Linked DNA regions of Zea mays: regions 2 and 3 are each linked to region 1. The links are chromatin contacts, called in public Hi-C maps. All regions are on one chromosome and are shown on one strand. Each heading gives the region's core, a stretch centred on a gene start, on an enhancer-like site or on the middle of the called end of the contact. The rest is flanking DNA. Distances are from core to core; before and after follow the strand shown.

Region 1 (4,958 bases), core at 1,596-4,095:
GTGAAGCAAGCAAGAGACACCTAATTGTGTGGTGATTCTTGCTGGGTCTTAGTGACCCGTGTGATTAAGAAGAAGCATTCGACCGGTCTAGGTGACCGATTGAGAGAGAGAAAGGGTTGAAATAGACCCGACCTTTGTGGCCTCCTCAATGGGGAGTAGGTTCTTTGGAACTGAACCTCGGGAAACAAATCGTCGTGTCCACTTGTGTTGATCTTCACCATTCGATTTGTTTCTTCCCTCTTCTCTCTCTCTAAAGTTCTCTTGCTCACAACCTTTTGATTTGGCTCCCAAATTATCCGCATTGATCGAGCAACTCATTGCAAGAAGAACTATCTTTCGCACTCTAGATTAACATTTATTTATTTCCAACCTAACCTCGGGTGAAGTACGTGTTCAAAGCTTATAATTTTCAGGTTTCACCTATTCACCTCCCCTCTAGACGACTTTCATTGTCACATTGTTTTCGTACCGAGCACTCACGTAGTCTCGCTCCCGCCTGCCCACGAACGTGTTGCTACGTGGTCGAGTTATCGTGTTCTTCTCTTCCACAACGTCGCATTGCTCCACTTCGCGCACCTCATGCAGTCACCCCTAGAGACCATCCATCTCTTCTCCCGCATTCACCTTCTCCTTGCTCACCAAGTTTGTCGCGACCACACACTCACTTCCCACCACGGTTGGTCGAGGAGGCCCCCAAGGAAGGGGCAACACTATGACTTGGTTGCCAACAAGGCATATGCGCCAGGCTGCCGCTCTTCCCCTCCCACTGGCGATGCTTAAGCTTCAAATTTCGTCTAGCTCCGCCACTATCTTCAAAGCTGCCATGTCAACATTTGTATAGGAAACTGGAGTTGAACTGTTGAAGTTGGCCTTTTTGGCCCAAGTGCGCAACCAGATGCATCAGCCATCACGACCTGCAGGCCTTAGGCCCTCACAAGTCACGTCTCCTCACGGCCTCAGCATCACCACTCAGGCACTCTCACATTCATGGTTCACAGATGCGCTCACACTCGGTCTCGGTCTCACGAACCCTAGCCTGCAAACATCGCCCGTATCCTGTGGATTCACCGCCCACCGAGCCGTCGACCAGACTCGATACCATCGCCACCCCCGTCTCGCCACCAGCCGGCCACCGCGCAACCTTTTGTCACCCTATGCAGCTACGGTCGTGGCCTGTTGAGCCTTCGCCACACCATGCAGTTTATTCATCATTCGTCATGCAAGCAGCACCCTATTGAGCCAAGATAAATGTTACTGTTGATGTTCTATGCAGTTTTGCAATCGGTCATGGTAAAATAGATGTTATTATTCTGGTGTTGCAAAATATTGCTTGTTCTATGCAATGCTTATATATAAACTAATGTAAACGGACAACTGCAATGTTTCTGATGTTATTGTTCCGATGTTATTGTAGACTGCAATGTTCTATGTAAATTGATGTTATTGTTCCGGTGTTCCAAAATGTTGTGCTGTGTTCTACGAGGTCAGGTATGTTTAGTTAAAAGCCCCGAGCGAGCGGGGGAGAGTGGGGTTTCGAGGGAGGAGGAGGGAGAGTGAGATGTGTAGGAAGGAGACACGGAAAGGATACGAGGAGAGGAGAACCGTCAACTGGAAGCATCTACACACAGGAGCACGGGAGAGGATGGGAACCAATGATCCATGATCAAATGGCCATGAAAATTAGGCCGACGTGGACACATATGGTAGCAGATTTCCTTTCTGTTTTCATAATAAGGAAAACTAAAAATGGAACCAAAGTTTTCGATTAACCAAAGTGTCGGTTTCCTCTTTTACAAGCAGCTTTTCGTATATCCTTTTTTTAACCCAAACTTAAAAAACGAACAAAAAATGTTCGATCGATTTCCTAAGGCATGTTTGGTTCAACCTTTTCTGACTAGCTTTTCTGTGAATCTGACTATGGAGAGATTCTGAGTGTGAGAAGAATCTGAGTATCGTGGGGATTACTTGCTAAGGAAGATGAAGTGGTGCAAAGAGTTCAAGATATAGAAAGCAATGGATTTCTACTATCGTGACGAGTCGATCGATTCTATGTTTATGTTGCCTCTGGACGGTTTTTATCAAAACGATTCTTATAGAAATGAGCTAAAAAGCTAGGCCGTTTGAAAGTCCGTAACAATTTTTGGTGGTCAAAAGCTAAAAAAGTCTAAACAAAAAAGCCTAAACAAACCGTGCCCAGTCCTACGGTTAACCACAACCTTCTAGAGAAGGGGGCATGCCATGGGGAAAGGGTGCACACATGGAGGCCATTAAAGAAGAAAACGTGTGAGAAAGGAGAAAAAAAAAGAAATAAGATGGTTCATGGGAATATGGGATGACGTGTGCAATATAGTGGCAGCGATAGATAATTTGTTTTTCAGCTCTACGCCTCTACCAAATTTTAGTTGGTGCGTCACCTTTAAAAAGCTCTAATATATTCGTTTTTTAATTGGTGTAATTTTTTTTTGCAAAGAGGCAGTTTTAGGCGCGCAGACAGCTTTATTAAATTGTAAATCACGCATGCAAAAGAGATTATCTGTGGAGGAATACTGACGATCTGGATTGGCACCCCCTTTCCCCTCCCCCCACAAGGTCCACAGAATCTTTTTTCATCCGACGGCCGCCGAAAACCAGCTCGGCCAATGGTTTCTTCTTCTTCACCAAGAAAAGAAGGGCAGACCCACCACCGCATCACATGACTTCTCTCCCCACTCCCGGCCAGTCCGAACCCAGCAACGGTCCAGGTTTCCAAGGTCCAACGTTCCGACCCACGGGAAGCTTCTAGAAACCATTAGACGCACCGGTCGCGTTCCTCCTCATGGCCCCCACTTGTCATCCGTCCATCCTCACGTCTCTGCCCCACCATTTTACCGGTAGCCAACAAAACTAGGTTCCGTGGCGTCGGGTGGGACCAGCAAGCAGCCGCCGCAGCCGGCCCCCAGGCGCCTCTATATACGGCACTCCGACTCCGATACATTGGCGACATCACAGATCACACACACTCGAGAACTCCATTTCGATCTCATTTGAAATCAACCCATCCTCGTTTCCTCCGTCTAGCAGCCTCTCACCCTCATGGGTAATGCCGTCACTCCTGCAATCTGGTTGTGTTTTTCGGATTTTTTTTATCGCTGGTGGTGACATTTCCGCTGATTTTCTTTTGTTTGTTTGGTTGCTTGTGTTTGTGCTCTGGTATACGCAGCCAAGATCAAGATCGGGATCAATGGTGAGTTCGCATCCTCGGATCCCAGTTACGATGTATTTGAGTCACACCGTTCGTGTCGGTTTTGACCGTTCTATTTTGTTGGTGCAGGGTTTGGCAGGATCGGAAGGCTGGTGGCCAGGGTGGCCCTGCAGAGCGACGACGTCGAGCTCGTCGCCGTGAACGACCCCTTCATCAGCACCGATTACATGGTATAGCCCCTTGTATCGCTTATCGCTTGATCTGGTACTTAGGGAGTGTGCTGTAACATGGTAATATGCCCCCTCGTATCGCTAATCCCTTGATCTGCTAATTAAGGTAGTGATTGGCTGAACGTGCTTGTTCAATGGTAGCAGATCTGTATTTTGTCCTTGTTCAATGTGGAACAGCTGCATTATATGAGAATATTAGTAAACGGGGATGCGTAGATCTGACGTGGATGCCATTTTTTATATGGATTGGTGTTACCCATTCTGTCATAAAACACATGATTGTAATTTACTGATCTATCGTAGAAACTCTTTAGTGGTTATATTTAGGTTGTTGATCTGTGGATGCACGTGTATCTGTGCCTTGCTCTGACTGTCATGTGCTTTGGATTATTATATAGGCAATCTGTTTTTTTCTTGGGAATCCTATGCTAAGGTTAATTCAAATCTTATGATCTGGATTACATTCTATTTTATTGTTGTTGATCTAAATAGTGTTTGAAGTATCCAAATCTGTATTCTCTACAGAATTTAATTCTCTGGTTAATCTCTTCTTGCATTTGGCAAATTGATTAGTTAAATTACACCAATTAGGTCTCCTGTAACTTGGTTACGCCAACTGGGTCTTCTCTTATATGACTGAATTTGACTTTGCTATTGCAGACCTACATGTTCAAGTATGACACTGTGCACGGACAGTGGAAGCACCATGAGGTCAAGGTGAAGGACTCCAAGACCCTTCTCTTTGGTGAGAAGGAGGTTGCTGTGTTTGGCTGCAGGTTTGTTACTATTCCTTTTATAGTTTGTTTCATACCCAATTAAACCATCGTGTGGTGACTAATGCGTAATAATGACCTGGTTTGCAGGAACCCTGAGGAGATCCCATGGGGTTCGGTTGGCGCTGAATATGTTGTTGAGTCTACTGGTGTTTTCACTGACCAGGAGAAGGCTGCAGCTCACTTGAAGGTATAATTTTGTTTTATTCCAGGGTATATACCTTATTAGTTCCAGCATTGGAAGCATCTAACGATTTTCCTGTTGCTTTTACAGGGTGGTGCCAAGAAGGTTGTCATTTCTGCTCCTAGCAAGGATGCCCCCATGTTCGTTGTTGGTGTCAACGAGAAGGAGTACAAGTCTGACATCAACATTGTCTCTAATGCTAGCTGCACAACCAACTGCCTTGCTCCGCTTGCTAAGGTGCTTATGTTGCTTTACTGCTGACATAAATTGCTCTTAGGCATTCTATATTATCTAAAACTGGTTACTTTTTTTTTTGCTGCAGGTCATCAATGACAAGTTCGGTATTGTTGAGGGTCTGATGACCACTGTTCATGCCATCACTGGTATGCTTTGCGAAATTGGTTGAATGGAAACTTTGTCTAGCAATCTGTTTGTGATCTTCAGTGTAGTAAATGTGGATCCTTGCAGCTACCCAGAAGACTGTTGATGGGCCCTCATCTAAGGACTGGAGGGGTGGAAGGGCTGCTAGTTTCAACATCATTCCCAGCAGCACTGGAGCTGCTAAGGTTAGAAACTGAAACAGTGTGAAA
Region 2 (4,958 bases), core at 761-3,260, 200 kb after region 1:
GATTAGTTGGGTTGATCAATACTCTTAGCTCGATCAAGCCATTCAGTTCGATCAGGTAAGTTGATCGTCCGTATCGTTCGATTAGTTGACGATATGGAACGATTAATCGGCTGGTTAGCGATCAGTCGTGATAATTACTTAGGGTAGTCCAACAATATGTTCTCTAAAGACGTGCTTAGCTGGCCCATATTTAATATAGGTAGCCGCCCTCCAGATCCTCCGTTTCTTCTTCCTTGCGGACCTGTACCCTAGAGGCTAGGACGACTGTTCTTCTTCTAGGATTGGCGGCTCCCTTCTCTCTCCCTTCTTCACCCTTCTCTCTCCCTCTGATTCCCTTCTCTCTACACTGGCAGCTCGGACACACAGGGACTAGAGATGAGCACCATGTCTCAAGGTATATGTCTCCCAATCTTTTCTCATTTTGTTGTTCAGTTCATACTTCGGAGTTCAATCTACACTTTACACTCTACCCGACCGGACCAAGGATACCTCATGGAAACCCACATCAAACAAAAACGCATGTGTACAATTGTGTTCCAACGTCCGACCCAATAACCTCCCGCCTTCTCTAATCCCGAAAAAACCTGAAAAAGCACCATCTTCGCTTTATGGTGCCGCCATTAAATGCCACCACTAAACGCCACAGAGTCACCGCCCCTACCATCATTGTGATCTCGTTTGTTTGTAACATCTATCCCACATAGGGATGACAACGGATCGAATATTGCAAATATCGGCCCGCAACCATATCCGTAGGCCGTAGCTGCAACAATGGTGTAACCATGGTTTATTAATTAAATCAAATAAATACTAGTCCAAATTATATGCATCATGATGATATGGTGCATCAGGGCTGTTTGGTGGCGTTGGGAGTGTCGGCCTTGGTGTCATCGGGTTCGTCATAGCATTCCTTGGTTGTGACCATGGTGTAACTACGTTATATATATGTGGTCTTTTTTTGTCGTTTGAGTTAGTTAATGCAAGAAATGGATTAATGAAGGTGCAAATAAACATGTAATATATGAAGCAATGGACGTACGTTACGATGATTACTCCATCTTTTCATCTTCCTAGAACTTCTATCATGAGTTTCTTTTTCTTGAGCCACACAAGTGAGAGACTAATACAACACCACAATTACTCCTCACTACTTAGTCGAGTTCCAGATTGGTCAATTGGTTAACCGTTTTTTTTTCTGTTTTTCGGTTTTTTAAGTTCGGTTTTTAAAATATGTTAACCGAAATTCTATTTGGAAAAAGAAAAATCGATACTTCGGTTAACAGTAAACTTCGGTTCGGTTTTTGGTTTTAACCGAACTGTGCAGAACACAATACAACAGCAAAATTGCAATTAACATAGAGCATCAACATCAGATTCATTGTATAGAACAAGTAATATTTTGCAACACCGAAACAATATTTTGCGACGGCTTGATTCAACAGGCTAGTGCTTAGCGATGGCTTCCGGCTGCTGCTTGGTGGCTGGCGAGTGGCGAAGGCTTGTTGCTGCTGCTGCGGTGCTGCCTGTGATGAGGCCACGACGGCAGGGCGATGAAGGCTGCACGTGCATAGAGTGCTTCATTCTAGTATTTAAAAATCGAGTCGTTCTATTCCGTGTTTGACAAAAAAAAAAAAAACAGAGTCGTTCTATTTTTTGTTTGGTTGAAGAGTAAAATAGAGAAAAACTGTTCCATTATTTGTTTAGTTCGAGAGCCATATGAGTGTAGAGGGGAGGAGAGGAAGCAGAGCGCTCGCATACGATCGTTTTTATGGAGCGGGAGCGTTCCAACTACTTATAGTAAATTTTCATATGGAGATACAGAAGCCGCTCCACTCTTGTTTTCTTGGAAACCAAATATCTAGAAAATTGGAATGGAGTCATTCTATTTTTCCTCACTCCTAAACCAAACACACCCTAATTGGCTTGGTCAATGAGGCATTGAGTGCTGGACTGCTGGTACTGGTAGCATACAACAGATTGGCTTAGTCCGTTAGTCGTTGGCCCAACGTGGCCAGCCCATGGGCAGAATGGTGCCATGCGGGGTTGCACACTTGGGCCAAAAAGAACCTGAGTTAGTGGAGTGGTGGGCCAATTTTTTTGGTTTAAACCGAACAAAAACCGAAAATCAGAATTTAGTTCGGTTCCTGGAAAATGGTAACCGAAAAATAATTCGGTTTGGCGAGTTTCAATTTATATGGTTTCGGCTCTGTTTTTCGGTTTTGATGTTCGATTTTCGTTTTTTATATTAGGCCTAATCGAGTTGTACCAAAGTTTTCTTATTCCAATCCTCGCATACACAGTGTTACAAGGGCATACCTTCGGAACTATTGTCTCCATCTACGACACTTGCTGAGTTGTGTGGGTGATCGAGTTTTTTAGTGTCGTCGTGATTGCTCATTGGTTAGATCAGAACATCGTCTTCTTTCTTTTTTTATGTCTGCACCAAGGACGACATTATAAACATATCCTTAGTGTGGTTCACAATTTTGAGTAACATATGTTGTCGACTCGTGCGAATGGATCTGTTAGCGCCGATCACTGGGGGTGTACCGCCTGGCGGTGCCCTCTGCGACGGCGCGGACGGTCCGCGACCTGGGGGCAGGAGCGACGCTTTTCCTGTACGATTCCGGACGGTCCACGCCTGAAGCCTGACGGTCTGCGATGGCGCTGGGTCGTCTTCCTCCTCGCAGCGCCCTGGATCTGTTATACCCGGTTTTAGAAGGCAAATCGAATACGAACCATGTACGTGCCAGAATCAGAAACTCACGTACATATTGATTACATAATTGGACATCATCACACATTTCTCAAAATAAATAACAGAAATAGTACTTTATTACATCAAGATGTCCAAGACCTCCACAGAGTCATTAACATAACATTATCATTAATATTTCAAAGTGCGGAATACGAAACATAGAGATATGGCCTTCATAGGCAGCTGGCTGAGGGTTTGTGAAGCGTCCCCAATCCTCTGGGACTCAAATGTAATACAATTACTAGTCCTAGGAGGCTAGTAAACACATTTATACAACAGATGATTCCAGATCTGCTTAAACGAGACAAACCTATAAAGGTGGCGATCAACTTTAAGAGTTGGTCCACAACTCGGGACATATCATCAGAGTGGGGCTGAAGCAGCCCGATATACGCAACGAAGCAAATCAGCGGTCCAACAGCCACAGGCAAGGTTGGGAACAGTCGTAACTCTTACTCGATCTCCTTTTTCTGAAAAACAACAAATAAGCAAGGGTGAGTACAAACGTACTCAGCAGCCCACCTTCACCCGCGGAATGGGGAAATCAGATATAATGCATTGAATATGTGGAGCTCAGGATATTTTGTAGAAACATCAATATTTTATGGAGGGTTGTTTCGTAAACATTTTGTATTTTTCAAAGCGCATCCTCTCCCAAAGGAGCAGAAAGTTTTTCAATATTAGAACAAAATCCCCTAGACTAAACCATCCAGGTATCTCAGCAGTTTCCCACTGGTTTTCATTTTCAAAAACAGCTACTGGACTTCCCGTCTACCATAGCTCACGGCTCAATCGCCGGACCTTTTAAAAATCACTTTTCTCAAAAGCACCTCTTTTTTTTGAAAACAAGACACTAATTGACATACCACACCAGACTCGTCCATTTCTGTGGACATAGACTATTCGAATAGGTTTGAACTCTGCGCAGAGGTGTACACTTTACCCACTAGTCCGGCTCTGCGATCTCATAGCTTGTGAGACCCGAATCCGAATCTCTTTCTTTCCCCGCACGTCCTAACCTTAACGGTTATCCGGAAGGAGTCAGGCCACCACCATGTCCAAACCGGACAAAACTTTCCCCCTCCTTATCCTCCCGATGCTCCCCAACCATCATAACCCCGGGGTTGGACCGTACGAGTTCAGATTGAGTGACTGCCCACACAGTCTCGAGTGGTTGTACTTATCATGAGTACAGGTAGCGAAAGATGACAAACCGGTCCTTATATGAGGGGAGAATCCTTCTGCTCACGCCTAAACCAGCTGAGCCTTCACCTTAGGCCCTCCCCTAAACCAGGGAGTCCCTGATCATCCCTACTCAAAGGTGATAAGGGTGAAAACCCTTCATCATACACATTTTGAAAGGCATTTTCTTTTGAAAAACTCACACCTTTTCTAAAATCATTTGTAACAAATATATTAAGGATTGATTGCGGCAAGCGGCTTGGGTGGCCATAATAACTTGTCTCAAAATCATATCATGCATCAAAGGGATCCAGTGAGCTTGTCGTGCTTATCCGGTGAAGGGGAAGGGGAGCTCACGGAACTGGCTTCTGGCTCCACTGCCTGGCGTAGACTTGCAGATCTGGCCTCTACGAGACGGCACGAACGCTCCGATAACTATGCAACATGAACAAGCAAACATACAAACCAACAAGTATATCAACAAATATTTAGTATAGTGGTCAGAATAGCGATATATGGATGGGTAGAGTCTTGAGTAGAATCTATGTCATGTGGTGTTGTGATATTACTGGTGGTGGAGCGGAGGTGCTTACCAGGAGGGTGGACTGGAGGCGAAGCGACACTATACGTGTAGCCGACAGAGCGGAGTAACTGAGTGAGTGGGGTGTTTGCCTTGGCTGAGGGTGTTGAGTGTGTGTGGAGAGGGAGAGGGTAGTTGGGTGTATTTATAGCTGGGTGTATGTGGTGTAGCACAGTGAAGTTCACTGTTGGTGAGAATAGTGACGAATGAATCGTCTGACTTAGTATGAACAGGAGGGTTATAGGCAGAATATGGGACAAGAGTATTTTGGGAGTTTTCTTGAATATGGACCAGGCTTAAGGGATGACATGGTTGGATAGGGAATAGTTTGATAAGAATTTAGAAACAAGAATTATTGGAACCGGAGTTTGGAAGCCTGGTTCGAAGGAATCTCAAAGTTAAGCGTGCTCAACTTGGAGAAACCTGGGATGGGTGACC
Region 3 (4,958 bases), core at 1,310-3,809, 130 kb before region 1:
TAGAGTTCAGTCTACGAGCACCCGCGCTTCCGAGACCTTCACAGACCCGTTCCCGGTGATACAGCGTGGTAGTGTTTGAATTGGGAGCATGATAAGCTTTAGTAACTTATAAGGACTCAGGAACGATGGCTAGGCAGACGGGTGAAGGGACAGAACGGTGAGTCGATGGAAGGAGTGTCCGCGGCGGCGTTCCACGGTGGCGACACGGCGTTCCGGGGTTCTGGCTGCAATAGAGTTCAATCGGGCGGGTCGGTGAGCATCACGACATGTAAGAGAACTCAAAACACTCACAGGTCCGACCATGGTTACCTTAGAGGGCTCTGGCCATGGCGAGATGCTTCGCGGCGGCACAGATGACCGATTTGGGGGAAATCTCAATTCCTTGGGCTACGGTGGATGGCAGGACGTGGTTGGGGTTGCGTTGGGTTTATAAAAAGGGGGCAGAGCAAGGGAAGCGCTCAATTTATAAAAGCCGACCACGGTTGCTCCGAATTTGAATGAGATTTGGATCACGGCGGTGACAGAATATTGTGACTAAAGCGAGTTCACTGTGGCACGTACTGGGGCAAGGTATTACGACGGTCACTAGGTACTATCCACGACTCGTGACGACGTGGTAATACGACCTATGGCGTGGCACGACTGAGATCGCCGGCGTCCCCCGTCGACATCGGCCGCTCAGCCATGTCGCAAGGCAATTGAGTGCGATCGATAAGCTTACATCCGAGACCAAATCCACCTCCCTTCCGATCTTTTTACCTCTCGCAGTTATCCTCGCGCCATAGAGTACGAATCACAGCACTGGCACAAATCACGTCGCGAGGATCACCGGCGGCGAGATGCTGTGCTCTCTGATATTTTCAGTCAATGTACCATCGCGATCATGTTCAATCTATCTGATAGAGCGATTTGAAGAGCTTCTTTTTTCAGATTTTCAAGTGACAAACTACTAATCCGACTACAACAAAGTTGTTGCCCAATATACCAGCTTCAATTTTGTTATAGGGTTCTTGATCATACATTCACTCGATCAAACACAGTTTGGTTCTGAAGTTGATCTAATGCCACCGTTCGTCTGATTTCAGACTGATACTCGATTGATAGCCCATCTTCAAGTCCATTTTTCTCCAATTTCCATATAGCTCTAGGGCTTAACCACTAATCAAACTTAGACTACTATAGTAGCTCTACAATTTTGTTATAGTAACCCATGGTAAAATCCCCATAGATTAAGAGATACAGGGACCCAAAGTCAACATAATCTCACTGTTTTTAGAGTTAAGCCATATGGGTGCCTTTGAGACTTTTTGCAATTTACTCCAATTTGTTCCACAAAACTTGAAAATCTCCAAATGGAAAAGTTGCTTAATTTTTGTTACTCTACCACTTTGATATATGCACTTTGGTCCAAAAGTGTATAGAAATTGATCTCATCTCATACAACAATAATTAGGGTTTCTAGAGTCCTTATTAGGGTTTAAGTGTTCTAGGGTTTAAGTGGCACTCAAACTCTCTAAGTTTAGTCTCTTTTGAACATCTCCACTAACTTTTGAGATCATACTCAATTTGTTATCTCAGACACCCACATACTTCTAATCCTTGGGTAACTACCCTATCCTAGGGTGAAAGATCAAGTCAAGTCATCACACCACAAGGTTGTTTTGAGATTTTAGCCTAGTGGATGCACTCTAGGTGTAGCATACATAATGAAATGTCAATGCATATGATGACATGCCCAAGTTTTAGTTCTTGGAACACCAGGGGTGTTACAGTAGCAATACAAACAAACATGGTATAGGCAAAATTAACATGACACCAAACATAAGCACAAACTGTATAGTAATATTCTATGCGTCGTAACGAGATCGTCTGTTCGAGAATCACTAAAATCGGAGTTACGGTTAAAAAGGTACAATTTTCTAAGGAGTTATGTGTTTAAATAACAAAACTATGTTTTAGGTTGACTATAATTCATGTGATAAAGATATTACAAAGAAATAACTTTACCGAACCTTATTCTAAGTTATAAATTAGTTAGAAATTATATCTTCGTCATATTATAACCATATACCAGATTAAAAGATTGCTTCGTCCATTGTATTTATAGAAGCTAATTGAGTACTTTATTAATTTTGAAAACATGGTACATGACTAAACAATGTTACTAGTGTGGGAAATTTTGTTACGAAGCCAACAAATATTGAACGGCTTAAATTAGAGCTAAGACACAAAAGTTATGAATTTTATAAGTTCTTTATACATTTTATATTAACTTTTATACTAGAAATGATTATCATATGTATTTTTCCATAGTTCTCGGATTTCTTTAATCACTAAATAGGAAAAGGACGGCGGGTTAAATTACTAAAAAGTCTAGGGTCTGGTTTGTAAGAACTTGGACTACTTTGTAATGATCCTCGTATATGGGCGGACTGTGGAAAAATAATAAAAACCACAGGGTCTCTTTCGCATAATTGCGTCAATGAAGGGGTACACTCTATTCGAGGTCGTTAGATCAATTTCGGATGGCCTAGATTAAATCAAGGCAAGACCCGAACCGGTATGCGCTGAACACCATTGATGCCGAGATCAGCGGCCAAGATAAGATCTCATCCCCTGGTGAACCGGTATGCTATGACTGCCCTCCGATCTTGATTCGGTGTCCAGGATCTAATGCCCAAATAGGTAAACAAGACTTCTAATCCTGGCCATCTACCAAGGATCCCACGGTGTGGCAATCATCCATCGACCGACCGCCCCAAGCGGCAGCATAGACGCCCTGGCACCATGGCCGGAGCACGACCTATCCTCGCTCCCGAGTCCAAATCTTGAGCCTAGCTGGTGGTATAGGGAGAGAATGGTAAGTCTAACGATGTGGTGGATTCCTCACCTCAGGTCCGGGCGAAGATGATCCGGTCAACGCGACACAGCGGCTCCATGATGCATGGTGGCCCGACGGCGATGCCCAAGCACCGGTGTGGAATCCCTGGGCCTAGCTGCTCCCAAGGCGTCAATCCAGCCACGGTGTCGAAGCCCGGCCATGCCCCAATCTGCGGGGACACTACGAGGATCGCTACACCCCACTATGCTTGCTCTCTCGTGGCTCAGCTCAAGTCTAACGATGGTGACGACATGAACTCAGCGGCGACACCCTTCTCTCCCCCTCTCTCTTTCTTATGTTGGATTCGAAGGTCTGCGGATGGCAAAGAGGTCATTGGACATGGGTTTATACTCGCTGCCTAAGGAGTGGGAGGGGTCCGCATCGCCTAGGGTGGCCGAGATCCACGGCGGAAGCGACCATGCGCAGCCTTCGGTGGGTTGTTACAGGCTCAACAATCAACAGAAGAAGGGGATGATAAAGCTGTGATCAGGAGCCCACCTGGCGGTGAGATGGAACACCCAGGCACGAGCGCCATAGCGACTGACAACGCGTGCCCCGATTGTTAGTGAGTCCGAGCACGAGCTCGGCTGGTTGGGCCACGCAGACCACGAAAATGGGCCGCGAGGGGGATTTCGGCCCAAGTGAGAGGTGTGCATATTTTCTCTTTTTCCTTTTTCTGTTTTCTTTTCTCTTTAGAGTTTCATATTCCAAATTTTGAATTCAAATCAGAGTTTCAAATTCTGATCTAAATGCAGCAACCAAAATCTTGACATGCGTGCAATATATACTTATTATTTTTATATTTCATATTAACTATTGTATTTCAAATGATACGAATGTGTTGCACACACACAAAGAACTTTAAATTTTCAAGAGTTATATTGTTTGTCCAATTAAAATATTATTCAAAACTTAATGTTTTATGATTATTTATTTCGTTTGCTCTTTATGGAAAGATAATTCAATTTAAGTCTTATGAAGAATACTTCTGAACCTGTACTTAATTGAAACTATTAATTTATATGAGGATCCTTCATTTAAATATCTTGTTTTAAACCATAATTTTTTAAACCTTAGGATAAAGTTTTCTAAATTATCCAAAATATGATTAAAGTTGTTACAGGGACGAGGTGACCAAAATCACCAAACGCGAAACGATCGAGGGAGAACTTGATCGATCCGTCCTCAACAAAGGAGAAAAGCCACAAGCAATGTACAGCCGGCTCAAGACGATGGTGAACCAAGTCCGCAATCTTGGGAGCACCAATTGGGATGACCATGAAATGGTCAAGGTTATTTTAAGATCACTTGTCTTTCGTAATCCCACTCAAGTACAACTAATCCGTGTAGATCCTAGATATAAACAGATGGCTCTCGAGGAGGTAATCAGCAAGTTTGTGAGCTTTCAACTTATGATCAAAGACTCCAAACATATTGTCAACTTGGAGCAAGGCGCCACCTCCACACCCGAGGTGCAACCCGTTGCATTCAAATCAATGAAAGAAAAGAAGGAAGAGTCTACACCATCAAGTAGACTCCCAATCAACGCCTCCAAGCTCGACAACAAGGAGATTACTCTTATCATCTAGAGCTTCTGGCAAATCGTCAAACAAAGGAAGGGGAAGGACTACAAACCCCGCTCCAAGAGGGTTTGCTACAGGTGTGGTAAGTCCAGTCATTTTATTGCTAAATGTCCATATACAAGTGATAGTGACAGGGACGACGACAAGAAAGGGAAGAAGAAGATGGAAAAGAAAAGATACTATAACAAGAAGAATGGTGGTGCGGCGCACATGGGGCGGGAATGGGACTCCGACAAGAGCTCCACCGACTCCTCCGATGAGGACACTGCCAACATCACCGTCAACAAAGGCCTTCTCTTCCACAACGTTGGCCACAAATGCCTCATGGCTAAGAATAGCAAAAATAAGAAGGTACATTATAGAGATACCCCAAATACACTACTTCCGATAATGAGGGTAGCTCTAGTGATAATGATGATGATTTGACTTCTCTTTTTGCAAACCTTACCAAAGATCAAAGAAGAAAATTAATGAATTGATATAAACCATTAACG

Evidence for each region. Hi-C and Micro-C count contacts between places; a contact is called where the count stands out from the background.
Region 2: a Hi-C map of leaf shows a contact between it and region 1, with 5 times the contacts expected there. The contact joins the enhancer-like site here to the promoter of LOC542333 in region 1. A contact is called at or near these places in 2 of 25 Hi-C or Micro-C datasets (ear and leaf).
Region 3: a contact with region 1 is called in a Hi-C map of bundle sheath, with 2.5 times the contacts expected there. The contact joins the enhancer-like site here to the promoter of LOC542333 in region 1. A contact is called at or near these places in 5 of 25 Hi-C or Micro-C datasets (bundle sheath, ear, endosperm and 2 more).

Annotation. Positions count from the first base shown.
Region 1 is chr4:138,099,829-138,104,786 of Zm-B73-REFERENCE-NAM-5.0, forward strand. It overlaps LOC542333 (cytosolic glyceroldehyde-3-phosphate dehydrogenase GAPC3), which reads left to right and starts at 2,846. Exons shown (of 12, transcript NM_001111915.2): 1 at 2,846-3,076; 2 at 3,200-3,223; 3 at 3,311-3,411; 4 at 4,072-4,187; 5 at 4,275-4,374; 6 at 4,459-4,605; 7 at 4,691-4,751; 8 at 4,837-4,934. The coding sequence starts at 3,073.
Region 2 is chr4:138,298,776-138,303,733 of Zm-B73-REFERENCE-NAM-5.0, forward strand. No RefSeq gene overlaps it. Among protein-coding and RNA genes, the nearest start is that of LOC100279585, 42 kb to the left of the region's middle. Within about 2 kb of position 2,011, at least 13 of the 20 cell types and tissues checked have an H3K27ac peak or open chromatin away from gene starts, as enhancers often do. A contact at or near this core is called in ear and leaf, where this site is marked.
Region 3 is chr4:137,968,757-137,973,714 of Zm-B73-REFERENCE-NAM-5.0, forward strand. No RefSeq gene overlaps it. Among protein-coding and RNA genes, the nearest start is that of LOC542333, 130 kb to the right of the region's middle. Within about 2 kb of position 2,560, at least 18 of the 20 cell types and tissues checked have an H3K27ac peak or open chromatin away from gene starts, as enhancers often do. A contact at or near this core is called in bundle sheath, ear, leaf and 1 more, where this site is marked.